Regions from separate parts of the Mus musculus genome. Here region 1 is linked to region 2. The links are chromatin contacts, called in public promoter capture Hi-C maps. All regions are on one chromosome and are shown on one strand. Each heading gives the region's core, a stretch centred on a gene start, on an enhancer-like site or on the middle of the called end of the contact. The rest is flanking DNA. Distances are from core to core; before and after follow the strand shown. Region 1 overlaps Mxi1 (MAX interactor 1, dimerization protein). Region 2 overlaps Add3 (adducin 3 (gamma)).

Evidence for each region. Promoter capture Hi-C pulls out the DNA fragments that hold promoters and counts their contacts.
Region 1: a contact with region 2 is called in a promoter capture Hi-C map of hippocampal neurons, with 3 times the contacts expected there. The contact joins two enhancer-like sites. A contact is called at or near these places in 9 of 39 promoter capture datasets (the HPC-7 cell line, cranial neural crest, embryonic stem cells and 6 more), 8 of 484 Hi-C or Micro-C datasets (cardiomyocytes, cortical neurons, cranial neural crest and 5 more), 2 of 115 datasets of contacts at active chromatin or transcription factors (CD8 T cells and forebrain) and 2 of 9 other capture datasets (adipose tissue and liver).

What each region holds. Positions count from the first base shown.
Region 1 is chr19:53,358,375-53,365,116 of GRCm38.p6, reverse strand. The region is part of intron 3 of Mxi1 (MAX interactor 1, dimerization protein); the gene reads right to left. Among named protein-coding and RNA genes, the nearest start is that of Smndc1, 29 kb to the left of the region's middle. Within about 2 kb of position 5,291, at least 75 of the 459 cell types and tissues checked have an H3K27ac peak or open chromatin away from gene starts, as enhancers often do. A contact at or near this core is called in cortical neurons, forebrain, hippocampal neurons and 1 more, where this site is marked.
Region 2 is chr19:53,160,507-53,167,869 of GRCm38.p6, reverse strand. The region is part of intron 1 of Add3 (adducin 3 (gamma)); the gene reads right to left. Among named protein-coding and RNA genes, the nearest start is that of Add3, 21 kb to the right of the region's middle. Within about 2 kb of position 2,164, at least 35 of the 459 cell types and tissues checked have an H3K27ac peak or open chromatin away from gene starts, as enhancers often do. A contact at or near this core is called in cortical neurons, forebrain, hippocampal neurons and 1 more, where this site is marked.

The DNA of each region.
Region 1 (6,742 bases), core at 4,042-6,541, 190 kb before region 2:
TCCCACGAGCCACATTCTTCAAGCTATGCTGGCCAGCTGCCAGCCCTCCCTCCCTCCCTAACTCCGCACATGACAGCAGTTAGCTGCTATCCTACATATTCTATACACTGACGTTTCTCTGCAACATAATGTATGGAGAATCTCTAAAGATAGACAAAAAAAAATCTGTCTGCTTACTTTAAAAAATGCCATTAAAAATGGATCCAGATAAATCAAGCACACTGCTTTCTGCTCATGAATTTTATTTATGAAAACATATATGATCATATTCTGTTCACCTTATTCTGTTTATCAAACAAGGAAGCCAGACAAGCTGCTCCTATAAGCCAGTAACTGGTAACTGCTTCCACTACAGCTCACGGCTGTAACCTGGCAAGTGGAATTTTCCTACTGTGAGACTTGACTATGGTAGTCATGGGGCTCAATGACAACAGACATAAACACAGAAGAGCTGGGACCCTCTTCGTATTTGTCAAAAAGAAACTGCTTTTACTTCATATTCTTCTCAGCTGGTATTGTAAAATAATCACATAAAAATATCAACAAGTGTCATAATGAAGTTGTAAACACACGCGCACACACACCTGACATATTGTCAACGTTGACATGAAAGGGCTCATCTCTATATGCCGGAACTCGCAATGGAGCAGGCTAGCCTCAAATTTATGAACCTTCTGTTCTCACCCCATTGCACTAAGGCAGCAATAAGCCCACTGTGACATCTGTAAAGGCCACTCCAAATCTAACACTCGGAGGGGAGGATATGTGCACCCTAAGGAACTTGTCACGGGGCAAGCGGGTATCTGAAGACCTAAGGTTAAATATGGTGACTTTCGAAACTCGTATTTTTTCTTCAACAAAAAAATCTGTAAAGGGGCTGGAGAGGTGGCTCAGCGGTTAAGAGCACCGACTGCTCTTCCAGAGGTCCTGAGTTCAATTCCCAGCAACCACATTGTGGCTCACAACCATCTGTAATGGGATCTGATGCCCTCTTCTGGTTTGTTTCAAACAGCAGCAATGTATTCATAATAAATAAATAAATAAACTGTAAAAACATTATTTTATGTACAAATAAACAGACATAATACAAAATACACTTCTAAAGCAAAAGAAGTGGGCCTGGGGAGATAGCTTGGGGTAAGAGTGCAGAGGCTCCTGCAGAGGACCGGAGTTCAGTTTCTAGCACCGCCAGGTTGTGTTGTTCACCCCACCTGGAACACGAGCTCTGTCCTCTGAACTCCAGGATATCTGCATCCATGTGCACAGAGATCACACAGATACATACAATTAGAATAGTTTTAATAAGTGAAAAATAAGATAAGCCATCAAACATCACATTATTTCAAATACTTCAAGACCTCCAGAAATCTGCTAGCAGCCTGAGCTGCTGGGCTGGAGTTTTGGACTTAAGAAAGCCGTTTTTGGCTCAAGGCTGAGATTACGGATCCCCAAGACTCGAAACAGACGGGAATGCTGACAAGACAGGGGAGTAGGGTCAAGAGGATAGGAGGAAGAGACAGGGTGTGTGTGTGTGTGTGTGTGTGTGTGTGTGACTGATGGTGTGTGAGAGTGTGTCTGAGACTGTGAGCATGAATGTGTGTGTGCCCATTCTACAGAACGCCCTTATCTCCAGCATCCCAATGCTGACAAATTAATTCAATTTTGTCTTTGAAATCTTGCTATGTAAAACCAGCCTGGCCCCTCTCACTCCGTCCTTTCCCAAATACTGGGATTTCAGGAGTGTGCCAGCACACCTAGCCAACTGTTATCATTTTCAGTCCTGTCCAACTAACGTGTCCTTCATGTGACCTTCCTTTACACATGCCTTCAGGTAATGAGTACTATGGCTATAGTAATTACATTGTATTTTTTTAAAGGATGTACCCTGTGCGCATGCTGCCTGCATGTATGTAGGTGTACCACCATGTGAGTGCAATGCCCATAGAGGCCAGGAGGTGGCACTGCATTTCCTGGGTCTGGAGTCATAGAGCATCCTGCCATAGATCACAAGAATGCAGGAAATGGAACCCAGTCCTCTGCAGGGTCAGCAGTTCTCTTAACCATGAAGCCACCTTCCCAGCCCCAATCACATTATAACTAGTTGAGGTTAAGATTATACTTTATTATTTACATTTTTTTTCCAGTATTCAACAGAATGAGCACACCGAAAGGACAAGAAATAGAATGGTTTGTATACGCATCTATCTGGAACTCTCTGGCTTGCCAACGCTGATCTGATAATCAATGCTGGTGTCTCTCAACAGTCTTATCATATGTTAGGATCACATTTGTGAGGCCGGTTTCTGAGTGTCAGAACCCTGAACGTGGTGTTACTCTGAATCTGCTGCGATTATAAACACCAGTGTATGTAATGGTGTGATCTACCAGAAAAAAACTATGAGAAACTGACAGTCTTCAACTGAACTCCTGATTAGATTGCTGTCTCGCCCAGCCAGGCACTGTGGTGCACGCCTTTTATAGTCCCAGTACTCAGGACACAGAGGCAGGACACACAACTCACTCTGTGAGTTGGAGGACAGTCAGGTCTACAGAGTGAGTTCCAGGACAGCCAAGACGGTTACGCAGAGAAACCCTGCGTAACAGAAACAAAAAAAAAATAAAATAAAAAATAAAAAACAGAAAGAAAGAAAAGAAAAGAAAAGAAAAGAAAAGAAAAGAAATAAAAGAAAAGAAAAGAAAAGAAATAAAAGAAAAGAAAAGAAGAATGGCTCTCCTGACAGGATGGGGATATGTTCAGCAGTCAGGAGGGCTTACTGCTCTATGGGAGGACCACGGGTTCAGATCCCAGCACCTACACTGGGTAGTTCACAAATATTATCCTCAGCTCCAAGGGGAACCCATGCTCCCTTCTGATTACCACAGGCTCCCACATTTATATATTCATATTCATTCATATAGCCCCCCTCTCCCCCTTCCCCTTATACACACACTTTAAAAGCTGCACCCACGAACAAAGTATTTATGATGATAATGGACTAGCACAACACTGTCAAATGAAATTTAGAAATTAAAAAGTTTGTTAAAGACCATTTTTGGTCAATTTCAAGTTTGTGACTTTTTAGCTTCTAGAAAGCAGAGAATTAATTTTTAACTTTAAAATTTTAAGTTCAAGGGCTGGAGAGATGGCTTGTGGGGTAACTATTATGAGCACCCGCTCCACGGGCTCCAGGCCTGCAGGCGGTGCACAGACACACGTGCAAGCAAAACACTCACACAGGGAAGATGAAAACAACACATTTTAAAGAATTTTAAGTCCAAGCCGTAGTAACAATTATAATGGCAAGAAGGCAACCATGAAGGGGAAAATAGAAAAACAAACAGCTTAGAAACCCAGGCATAAGAGGGAAGCCTAAAAAAATCGTATTTAGTGATGCAGAGGAGGGGAAAAAAAAACAACCCCCCACCCCCGCCCCATAGCTTTAATCTTGCCTTTTATCATTTTATTTTTGTTTTGTTTTGTTTTGTTTGACACAGGGACTCTCTACATAGCCTCCTGTCTTGGAACTCACTCTGCAGACCAGGCTGGTCTCGAACTCTGAGATCCACCTGCCTGTGGGCGTGCATCATCACACTCAGATATTCTTATCTTTACGTGGGGTTCACAAGGGTAGCAGGGAGAACCCGCAAACCATTACTTTTTTTAACGTTCTGTATTCATCTCTAAAGTAAAATAACTTTTGTTTGTTTAAACTGGGACTCTCACGCAGCCAAGGCTGGCCTGAAACTCACCCTCTTCCCTTCCCCACCACCCCGCAGCTTGGTTTACAGACTTGAACCACCATGCCGGGCTCGAGGCTTTACACTTTAGACAGCCTGACTCATTTGGGGGGGAAAATTCATTAAGATCTTGTTCTAACTTTATATGCCTCAGTACGGGGGAACAACAGGGCCAAGAAGTGGGAGTGGGTGGGGGAGCGCGTGGGGGACTTTTGGGATAGCATTGGAAATGTAAATGAAATAAATACCCAATAAAAAAAGAAAAAAGAAAAATAAAAAGATCTTGTTCTAGAAGCCAATGCTCTTCACTGGATCTCCAACCAGGAGCCTCCAGAGCGACTTCTCACAGACTGCTCACTCACGTGCATTTTGAGCTAAATCTGGTTTCTGTGCACGCATCCCCTCTTATCTGTTTATAAGGATTTGGGGTTGCTGTTGGGTCCCCCCCCCTTTCTTTTCTTTAAATAAAAACAAACCCGAGCTTCATCATTCATTCAGCATATTTCTTCAGTCACACAAGAACTTTCTGTATTCCAGGTTTCAAGGTCTGGGAAATAGGGCTACATCTCTGCAGAAAACAGTGGCAATTTGTTCTAAATACAAAATAGCTTATTTTCTTTTGGCAACTCTCCAGGGATCTGGGTGGAGGGAAAGGAGACTCCTCTCGGGAGAGATCGGCTCTGGACCTGGACTACTGTCAAAACTTAGCTGTGGGTGGGAGACAATTTTTTTTTTAATTATCTTTCACATCAGTTTGGAAACAGATTAAAGATTTCTGCCTTATTAACAGTTTTCCATTCTTCGGCCTTTTTTGTCGGTGTTCATCCCTTTCCTGGCAGCCCGCATTGGCTGATTTAATGGTACCAAGGGGCTGAGAAGTATTACTGTCCAAAGGAAAAAGCATTCTCTCACAAGGGCTGGGAAAGCAATCTGCAGTCACAACAGTAGCTACTTGTTAATTTTCTATTTGAAACACAGTGATGTCAATAGCATTGTGCCCTGCCAGCAACCATGGGGTAAAGTACATTTTGAAACCAAAACAGACTTCCTACGTGCTGGCAAGTCAGATGGGAGACACAGAGATGAGCCGCCATGAGGCTCTGTCTTCTTTTCAGACAGGACACGCGTGCAAGAGTGAAATCTCTTCCACACAAGCTTATGTCTTACCTCTCCGCCACTGCTCCAATCTAGAGCCAGGTGGAAGTGTTTTATTGTTTCAAATTACTATTAGGATGACAGAGAAATGAAGCTCTAACTGATCTCAATAAAGTGGTAAACCTACACAGCACAAACAGCCTTGAGGACTGCTTTATAATTTGACTGTTTAGAAGCTAGAAATGAAAACAGAAACCCGTATACTTAAAAACGGCCCCACTTCTTAGGTGTGCTGGCCGTAACCACTCATTTTGAGGCGCGTATAAATGCAGGAGTTGGCCCGTGTGAACACACACAAGCCAGGGAACTCGTGCATTCTGAAAATGTCAATGTTGGGTCTGCACTGAGAAAGAGCGAGCGGAGAGGGGGAGCGCAGACCGACAGACAGCGGGAGCCGAGCCTGCTCCTCAGCAGATGGCAAACGCTCTGACACTGCTGGACACCGGCCAGCTCAGTCACGCTAGCTAGGGATCATTTGTAAAGATCCATTTTATTGTCATTTTCCCCAAATCAAAATGTGATTTTGTTGGGGGGAGGGGGAGGGGTGATGAAATTTGGGGCAGGAAAAGGACAACACAGAACAAATGTTGGCCAATGTGTTTGCTTCACACACTTAGAACGTTAACCTTCCATTTAGAACCTCTGGGAAAGTAGAAGACACAGAATGTAGGCTATGCCACACGCAGCCTTGGTACCGACACAGAACTGATGCTCTGATATATTGCCTCACTTCTAATTACTTAACTCTGTCAGTTTTATCTTTCATTGTCCTGTGTTCCTAACCACAAAGAGCCCAAATGAAAAGTTCTTTCTGAATTTCTTCTGAGGTCAGCCTAGCATTGCAGAGCACCTGGCAACAGTCTGGAGGGAGCACTGCTTGGTTAAGCCCAGCCTGGCAGTGAACGCCTTTGATCCCAGCACTCAGGAGGCAGTGGCAGGGGGATCTCTGAGTTCGAGGCCAGCCTGGTCTACAGAGTGAGTTAAAGGACAGTCAACAAAGCAGAGAAACCGTTTGTGTAAAAACAAAACAGTAAAGAACTTTTTCAGAAAGGAGGAAGGTGTTCAATGACCTAAGGATTTGAGTCAAAGCACACCATTGTAACATACACATTCATATCCCCCCCGCCCGTGTGTGTGTGTGTGTGTGTGTGTGTGTGTGTGTGTGTGTGTGTGTACATCTGTCTGAATCTTAGTTGGATTCCTCAGGGAATGTGAAATGAAGAACTGACAACCCCGCCTGCACTCCATTCTCAGGTCAACGCTGTTAATTTTCCATACAGTTTGCTTTATGAGGAAGACTTTCTTTTTCATCGACAACTAATGATCGTACACTTTGATTACATCAAGAGCTCTGAAGAACAATATAGAAAAATGGATGTAATTCTATGGGTTTGAGAAAAGGAAAAGCCAAGTTGAAGGACAGTTGCTCTGTTTGTTAGAGGCAGCCAGTCAAGATCCTCACCATTCATCATGGGAGGTGATATGACCCTCTGGGCTACATACACCAAAACAACAAGAAATATAAACTGTTGTTCCAACTGAAGCAGCCAGTAGGGTTTAGAGATTGTGTTTGCCGAATCTGTTTATATTTCCTTTCTAAGACTGTAGGATCAGAAATCCCCAAAGAGCATTGGGGGTCACCAACATCTCTTATCTTCAAAGATATATGCAGGATCCTTTGAAATGGTGAAAGGTAATACTCAATATTTATTTATCTGGTTTTTCTTTTAAAACCCCAGAATTTAACCTTGTAAGTCAAGAAAGCCATGTTCCCTCCGCAGGTGACTCAGTGACATAGAACAATATATTTCAGTGCTTTCCAGAGAGCCTTAGCTTCCAGCTGCTCTAA
Region 2 (7,363 bases), core at 915-3,414:
GGCTCTGCCAGAGCCTGACCAATACAGATGTGGATGCTCACAGCCAACCATTGCACTGAGCCTGGGGACCCCAATGGAAGAGGTAGGGGAAGGACTGAAGGAGGTGAAGGGATGTGCATCCCCATAGGAAGAACAACAGTATCAACCAACCAGACCCCCTCCCCAGAGCTAGGGACTAAATCACCAACCAACGAGCACCTATGGAGGGACCCATGGCTCCAGCTGCTTATGTAGCAGAGGACTGCCTTATCTGTCATTAGTGGGAGGGGATGCCCTTGGTTCTGTGGAGGCTAGATGCCCCAAAGTAGGGAAGTGCTAGGGCAGTGAGGCTGGAGTGAGTGGGTGTGTGGGAGAGCATACTCACAGAAGAATGGGGAGGGGGCCAGGATAGGGGGTTTGTGGAAGGGAAACTGGGAAGGGAGATAAGATTAGAAATGTAAATAAACATAATAACCAACAAAAAAACAACCAGTCTAGTTTAAATAACATTACCATACCTTAATGTAATCATTAAAATTAAAATAGTTACATTTTATCCTATGATATATATATTTTTTTGTTTTTGTTTTTTGTTTTGTTTTGTTTTTTCGAGACAGGGTTTCTCTGTGTAGCCCTGGCTGTCCTCGAACTCAGAAATCTCCCTGCCTCTGCCTCCCAAGTGCTGGGATTAAAGGCATGCACCACCACTGCCCGATATATATAAAATTTTGTGAAGTAGCTTGTTAAGAAAATTACATGATCAGAAGAAAATGTTGTATTTCAGCTAAAGGAAAACTTTATTTATAAAAAGCATCAAAATACATCCAAATGAGGACATATTATACACAATATATAGTAATCCAAGGCATTCTCTGTAGAATCTACATTTCACAGAAAATAAATTAATATTTGTATGTAAAATGGCCTCAGAAATGCTGATGTAACTAACAACTATATCTTTTGTGTGAACTTTCAAGGAAAAGAGTAATCACAAAAGCAACCCCTGAAACCTGGAAACCTGGAAGCTGAACAGCCTGTTTCTCCAACACATGTCCAGAAATGAGAGCTCCACTATGGAGACGCCACTATGGGGGCTGTTCATTTTTGTGCTGTAGTCACTGAAGAAAACACCACCCGTGAGCACACATCTCAGTCTGCACTATGCTAAGGTGCATTGTGAACCTTTCAAAGAAGGTGCAGGAAAGCAGTTTTCCCAGCATGCCTGGAAGTACTCTGCTGAGAAACCTCTACACTAAGGAGGCACACACAGGACAGGCGGTGGGAGATGGTCCTCTGGGAATAACATGGAACCATGGCAGTGCACTCCTGCCCTCTGCAGAGCTCACCTCACGGTGTTGAGGCTACAGTGGCAAATCCCTCATCTGGGACCCGTTTCACCTGTACCAAGTGGTATCCAGTACTTAACTACCTGCTTCCCTTAAAGAACACGACTACAGCTTTCCCTACACAGAAACACAGCTCCTCGTCCTATGCACTAGGCCTACGCCGTCGGCACTTCGGCATCCGTCTTGTTCACAGAGTCGTAGAAGCCATCCATTACCCTAGGAACTCAAAGTGGACATTAAAATCAACTGAGGGCAGCTCATGAGTTTGTTTCCGTGGGTTTTTCTGTAAAGCTTCTAAATGTTCTAAGAATACAACATGAGCATGAAGTATTTCTGCTAGATATTTAATGTCTATGCTGTGTAGTTTTAATATAGCAGTTGAAAATTTTTAATTATAAACCAACTAATTTTAAAGTAATTGCACTGCACGAACACTGCTTCCACTATGAATCCATTCTCCGGAACTGAGCACATCTGACCTGCCAGCTGGATGGAGCCCAAGTAAATTTTAGACTGGCACTTGGCAAAATACCCCTTAGACACAAAGCATTTTACATAAAATACCCACTACAAATGCATTCAGAGACTGTCCTGAAAACCAAACAATTGTATCATACACAAATGCATTTATACCTCCTTTAAATGTGCAGTTTCAACTAGATGAGCAGTTTAAATAATACTCCAATCTGTGCACTCTGCATACATCTATTCTGTTATTAGCCTGTTGGCATCTAACACTGGATTAGGAAAGCCTGCCATCTGGTAGTTATAGCAACCCTTCACTAACTTGGTTAGAAGCTGAAGATCATGAGTCACCCAGAAATGCAAACCAAGCTTATTACTATGAATATATCCCAATCTTTTCTTCCAAAATAGCCATTCACCAGAGCTTTTCACTTGGAACAACACCATGCACACAAACATTATATAATTGACCTACAAAAGCAAATCAATTTTACAGGGGTTAAAGGGATGAGTGACTGAATTAGGAAAGTCACTGAGTTCACACTCCCCTCCCCCACCCACAAGGAGGCTACTGCCTCGTTATAAAGCTGAGGGATGAGTGCCACGTTAGTCCCAGTTAGTTTGGCTGCTCAGTTAACTCTTACTTCTCTTAACCATAATATGGATGCTCTATGGTGCATATTCCTTTCCTCTTGATGAAATTTCAGGTAGATGATACTTCAGATAAATAATAAACAATATAAAACAACAACATATGTAGCATAAGAGCATAAGCAACACGCATTTAAACCTGCCATGATCTCAGTCATGGAGGCGAGCGAGGCAGACTAGGCAGACAATTACAGAAGCTGCTCATCTCAGACGCTACAACTCCCTACAGGTACCCAGGTAGGATACTGGGAGACTCAGGAAAACGGGATCCCCACCACCTAGTCGGAAACACACTTCTATACTTCGTACTTCCTGCACTCTGTGCTCCCCACCCCACCTCTCTTCAAAGTCACTCTGAAACCCATGTAGGCCACAAATCCTCAATCCTCCTGCCTCAGCTGGCAAACGCTGAGACTACAGATGCACAGCACTCGTCCTGGCCGTGCTCTGCTCTTTAAACATAACCCTCTCCAGCCCTGAGCTACTTTTCAATATTTCTCTTCCTCCTTGTGTTTTTCCAAAGTCAGTAACAGGTACTTGAACCTAAGTGAGAACAGCAGTTGGGAGCAAAGGCAGCATCCAGCCCTGCACAGCGCGCAGATCACAGTCACAAGCAGTCTAACTTAGCAGCTAACATGCCAGCACTCTGACATTTCCACTTGCTCAGTCTCGGTGCGGCAATGTCAAGGACATTGCCATTAAGACATGGCCTAGGATTAATGCAAGGCTTATCCACTCAGTACACTTATTCTACCCCTTTGTCTTACTTCAACACTGTCTGTAAAGAAGGCTTGCTTGCTTGCTTGCTTGCTTTCTTTCTTCCTTCCTTCCTTCCTTCCTCTCTCTCTTTCTCTCTCTCTTTCTTTTGAGGTAGCTTCTCATTTTTCTTTCTTTTTTTATTAAATATTTTCTTCATTTACATTTCAAATGCTATCTCCAAAGTCCCCTATACCCTTCCCACCCCCACCCCCACCCCACCCCACTCCACTCCACTCCCCAACCCACCCACTCCCACTTCCTGGCCCTGGCATTCTCCTGTAGTGGGGCATATGATCTTTGTAAGACCAAGGGCCTCTCCTCCCATTGATGGCTGACTAGGCCATCTTCTGATACATACGCAGCTAGAGACACAAGCTCTGGGGGTACTGGTTAGTTCATATTGTTGTTCCACCTATAGGGTTACAGACCCCTTCAGCTCCTTGGGTACTTTCTCTAGCTCCTTCATTGGGGGCCCTGTGATCCATCCAATAGACGACTGTGAGCATCCACTTCTGTATTTGCCAGGCACTGGCATAGCCTCACAAGAGACAGCTATATCAGGGTCCTGTCAGCAAAATCTTTCTGGCATATGCAATAGTGTCTGGGTTTGGTGGTTGTATATGGGATGGATCTTATATGGTTGATCTCTGAAGCTTAAGATGTGATATTCCTGGCACTTAGAAGAGACTCTTCCTGTGTTTTCCTGAAAGCGTCTGAAGAGCTTTCAGTGATGTTTCAACATGAGAAGGCCACTCTTTCCCAAGCTTCTGATGTTCCACACTGCTCAAAAGGCTGTCAGTAACCTGAAGTCTCTCTTGAAAACATCCAACTGTAGTGTTCTCACCACAAAAAGTAAGCCGATAGCTGGGTGGTGGGAGACAAGGCAAGAGAATCTCTGTGAGTTCAAGGCCAGCCTGGTCTACAGAGTTAGTTCCAGGTCAGCCAGGGTTATATAGTGAGACCCCCATCTCAAGAAATAAAATAAGTTTTGTTTTAAAACGTGTGTAAAATAGGTAAGGCACATGTAAATAGTTTAGCTGCTCTTTAATACTCTTTTAAAACATGTTATACATGGTCACATAATTTTCCTCAATTAAATTTTTAAAAAGAAAACTTCATTGATGTCTGAGGTACTCACCAGGTACCCAATGGGGTAGCAGGTAGCCTGGAGGAAAGCAATACAAGGATCCTAAGCAGCAGGGAACTTTGAGCAAGAGGCTCCTTTACCTACTGCACGGTGCTTCATACCAGAGCACAGAGAAAATGAAAATATAATGTGTTTTGGGTTTTGGTGATGGTGTTTGTTGTAGCAATATGAACGAAGACAGTAGCTATAAATTTATTTTTGTCACCTGTTTTCAAGAAGGGTGGACAAGACTCAGCAAACACCCATCAGAATAGAACGACCACTTCCTGTTTCTAACCTTACCCTGAGAAAATTACAGAACGAGGCAGTAACAGCAAGTTAAACTCCTCCAAAACAGAAACAGCACTTGTTACACAAGCCAGCCAAACATGTCGGCTGGCGTTCTTGAAGCTAGAGAAACTGAGGAAGCCTTTCCCAGATTTCTGCCAGCTCCCACCTGGAAGGAGCACAGCATGGAGCCTTTCCTTTGTGGGAGCACAAGTGTTCAGCACAAGTATGATGTGGCGCTTTCTAGTAGGTATAGCAATCGTCAACAGGGAGGCCTGCTGTGGAAGGTGATGTGTGCTTACAACACTTGGGAGGTTGCAGTAGCATCATAAGTTCAAGGCTAATTAATCTGTCGTATAGAGTCCCATTTTTAAAGAAAAGCAAAAATAATTGCTTAGTTTACATGAGGTTCAGGGTGCAATGTATGATGAGTGTGCAGGTGAGGCAGGTGGGCAGAGGTTAACTCGAGGATGTCTGTCCTCAATGGCTTATCTGCCTTACTTATTTAATTATCTGTGAGGCAGAGTCTCTCACTGAACTCAGAACTTACTGCTTTGCTTAGGCTGGCTGGTTGATGAGACCCTGGGAACTAACTGACTGACTGACTGTGTCTGTCTGTCTGTCTGACACTTCCCCAGGACTCTGGTTACAAGTCCACAATCTAATTTTAATATACTTTGTTTAATGAAACACTGAAAGTTCACATCTATGTATAATCAATATTAAAAACTGAGAATTTTGTATCCTTTTTCTATAATTAGTCTTTAAAATCTACTGTGTACATAACATTTCAGGTGGCAACGGTCACATGTATGTGGCTACTGGATGCATTTTGACAGTGGAGTGCTGTAATTTGGCAGCATGCAAGTGCCTACTCCGAGGGATCTCTCCTACTTAATAAGATTTGGTCAGACCAGCTTCTAGCAATTTATAATCATTTCACAGCCCTCTTTATGGTACCAAAAGACTCTATTACCTTGAGTACTGCAATCGAACAACAGTATATCAAAAATTGATCCAGTCAGCGATGATAAACACACACAAACATCTCACACACACACACACACACACACACACACACACACACACACACACACACCACACCACACACACACACACACACACACACAGAGCATTGACAACAGTTGCTGGAGCTTAGAAACTGATGAAGGGATATTGACCAATCATGTCAATCAACAGCATTTTTGATTGCTTACGAGTGGAACACATTCCAGTCAGGTTTACCCTATATTCTACAATTCTAAAAGAACATTTTTAGAAAGACCACCTCCTTAAGGAACTTCACTAAAATAATGTTTAGAGAATGAAGGACAAGCCGGGCGTGGTGGCGCACGCCTTTAATCCTAGCACTTGGGAGGCAGAGATAGGCGGATTTCTGAGTTCGAGGCCAGCCTGGTCTACAAAGTGAGATCCAGGAGAGCCAAGACTATACAGAGAAACCCTGTCTCGAAAAACCAAAAAAAAAAAAAAAAAAAAAAAAGAAAATGAAGGACAATTAACTATAGGAAACCTTCATCTGTGAAGTTTCGTGGCACCCCACACATTTGGATGCTCTGCCTTCAGCCAAGTTTGTTAACATTCAACCAAACCTTAAACAGCTCTGCATCAGTAAGGAAAACTCTAGTCTATATGGCTTGCTTTCCTTCAAGAACATGTTCCAAGTGTGTAAAGTATAACCAGATGGTGTTGGCAAACAATTGGATTTTCAAACATGACTGATCGCCAATACCAATACCAGAGATGAAGTCTATCTACACACTGGGGAGGGTAAAGTTTTGAAGAGTTCACAGTTAACTCGACAATCATCTATTTGGAATTCTCTACACTTGCCCACATTTCAATATTCTGGATTTTTAAATAAATTTCCCAAAGCGCGTAGCAAATCATAAATCTAAGTAGTTGAAAACACCCTCCTCAATAGATTCAGAGCACACCACACAGCTGATGTCATAAAAGTCAACCTTCTATCTCAGAATGTAGCTGACGTTAAAGGTTGAATAAAAATAAAACACTACATTAAGGCTACCTCAAGTCAAGTGGCTGCTTTTCTTCCTTTAGAGTTCTCCTCTGTCCTAATTCCTGCACATGCTTATAGCCATCACAACAATCTCGTACTCCATGGACAGTTCTCTATGAACTATTCTGAGGGAACAGAATACAATGCACTTGTATCCTAGCTAGGAAAAAAAGAAAGAAGAGTTTTGAAAACTGATATTTTTGTCTTCAAAACTTGAAACAAATTTAGAAACAGATGTTATTGCTTAATGGGAGGATGCACTGAAATTAAGTTAAAATCAGTTCCTTACTATATGCAAAGTAGAGTGTGAACAATTTTACATAATTTCTTTCTAAACCTGCTTTTTATAGTTCTGACTATTATTAAGCCAGGTGTGGTGGTACACACCTTTAATCCCAACACTCAAAGACAGTGGCAGGCAAAGCTCTGTAAGTTCATATAGTAGTAAACTCCAGGCCAGCCAAAGCTACTCACTGAGAGCCTGTATCTATCAAACAAACAAAGCCACCCCAATAAACCCCAAGGCTTACTTTGTTCGTCTGATCACTGACATGCAATCAATTTAGGAATGGGCCAGTCTTGGTAAATACCCTACCCTCACTTCATGCTTGCTGCCTCCTCCTTCTTTCTCACTAGGAATTATGTATAGCAAGCAGGAAAGATTTAGTCAATACGTATTTATTGATCAAGTATGCACTGATACTATACTTA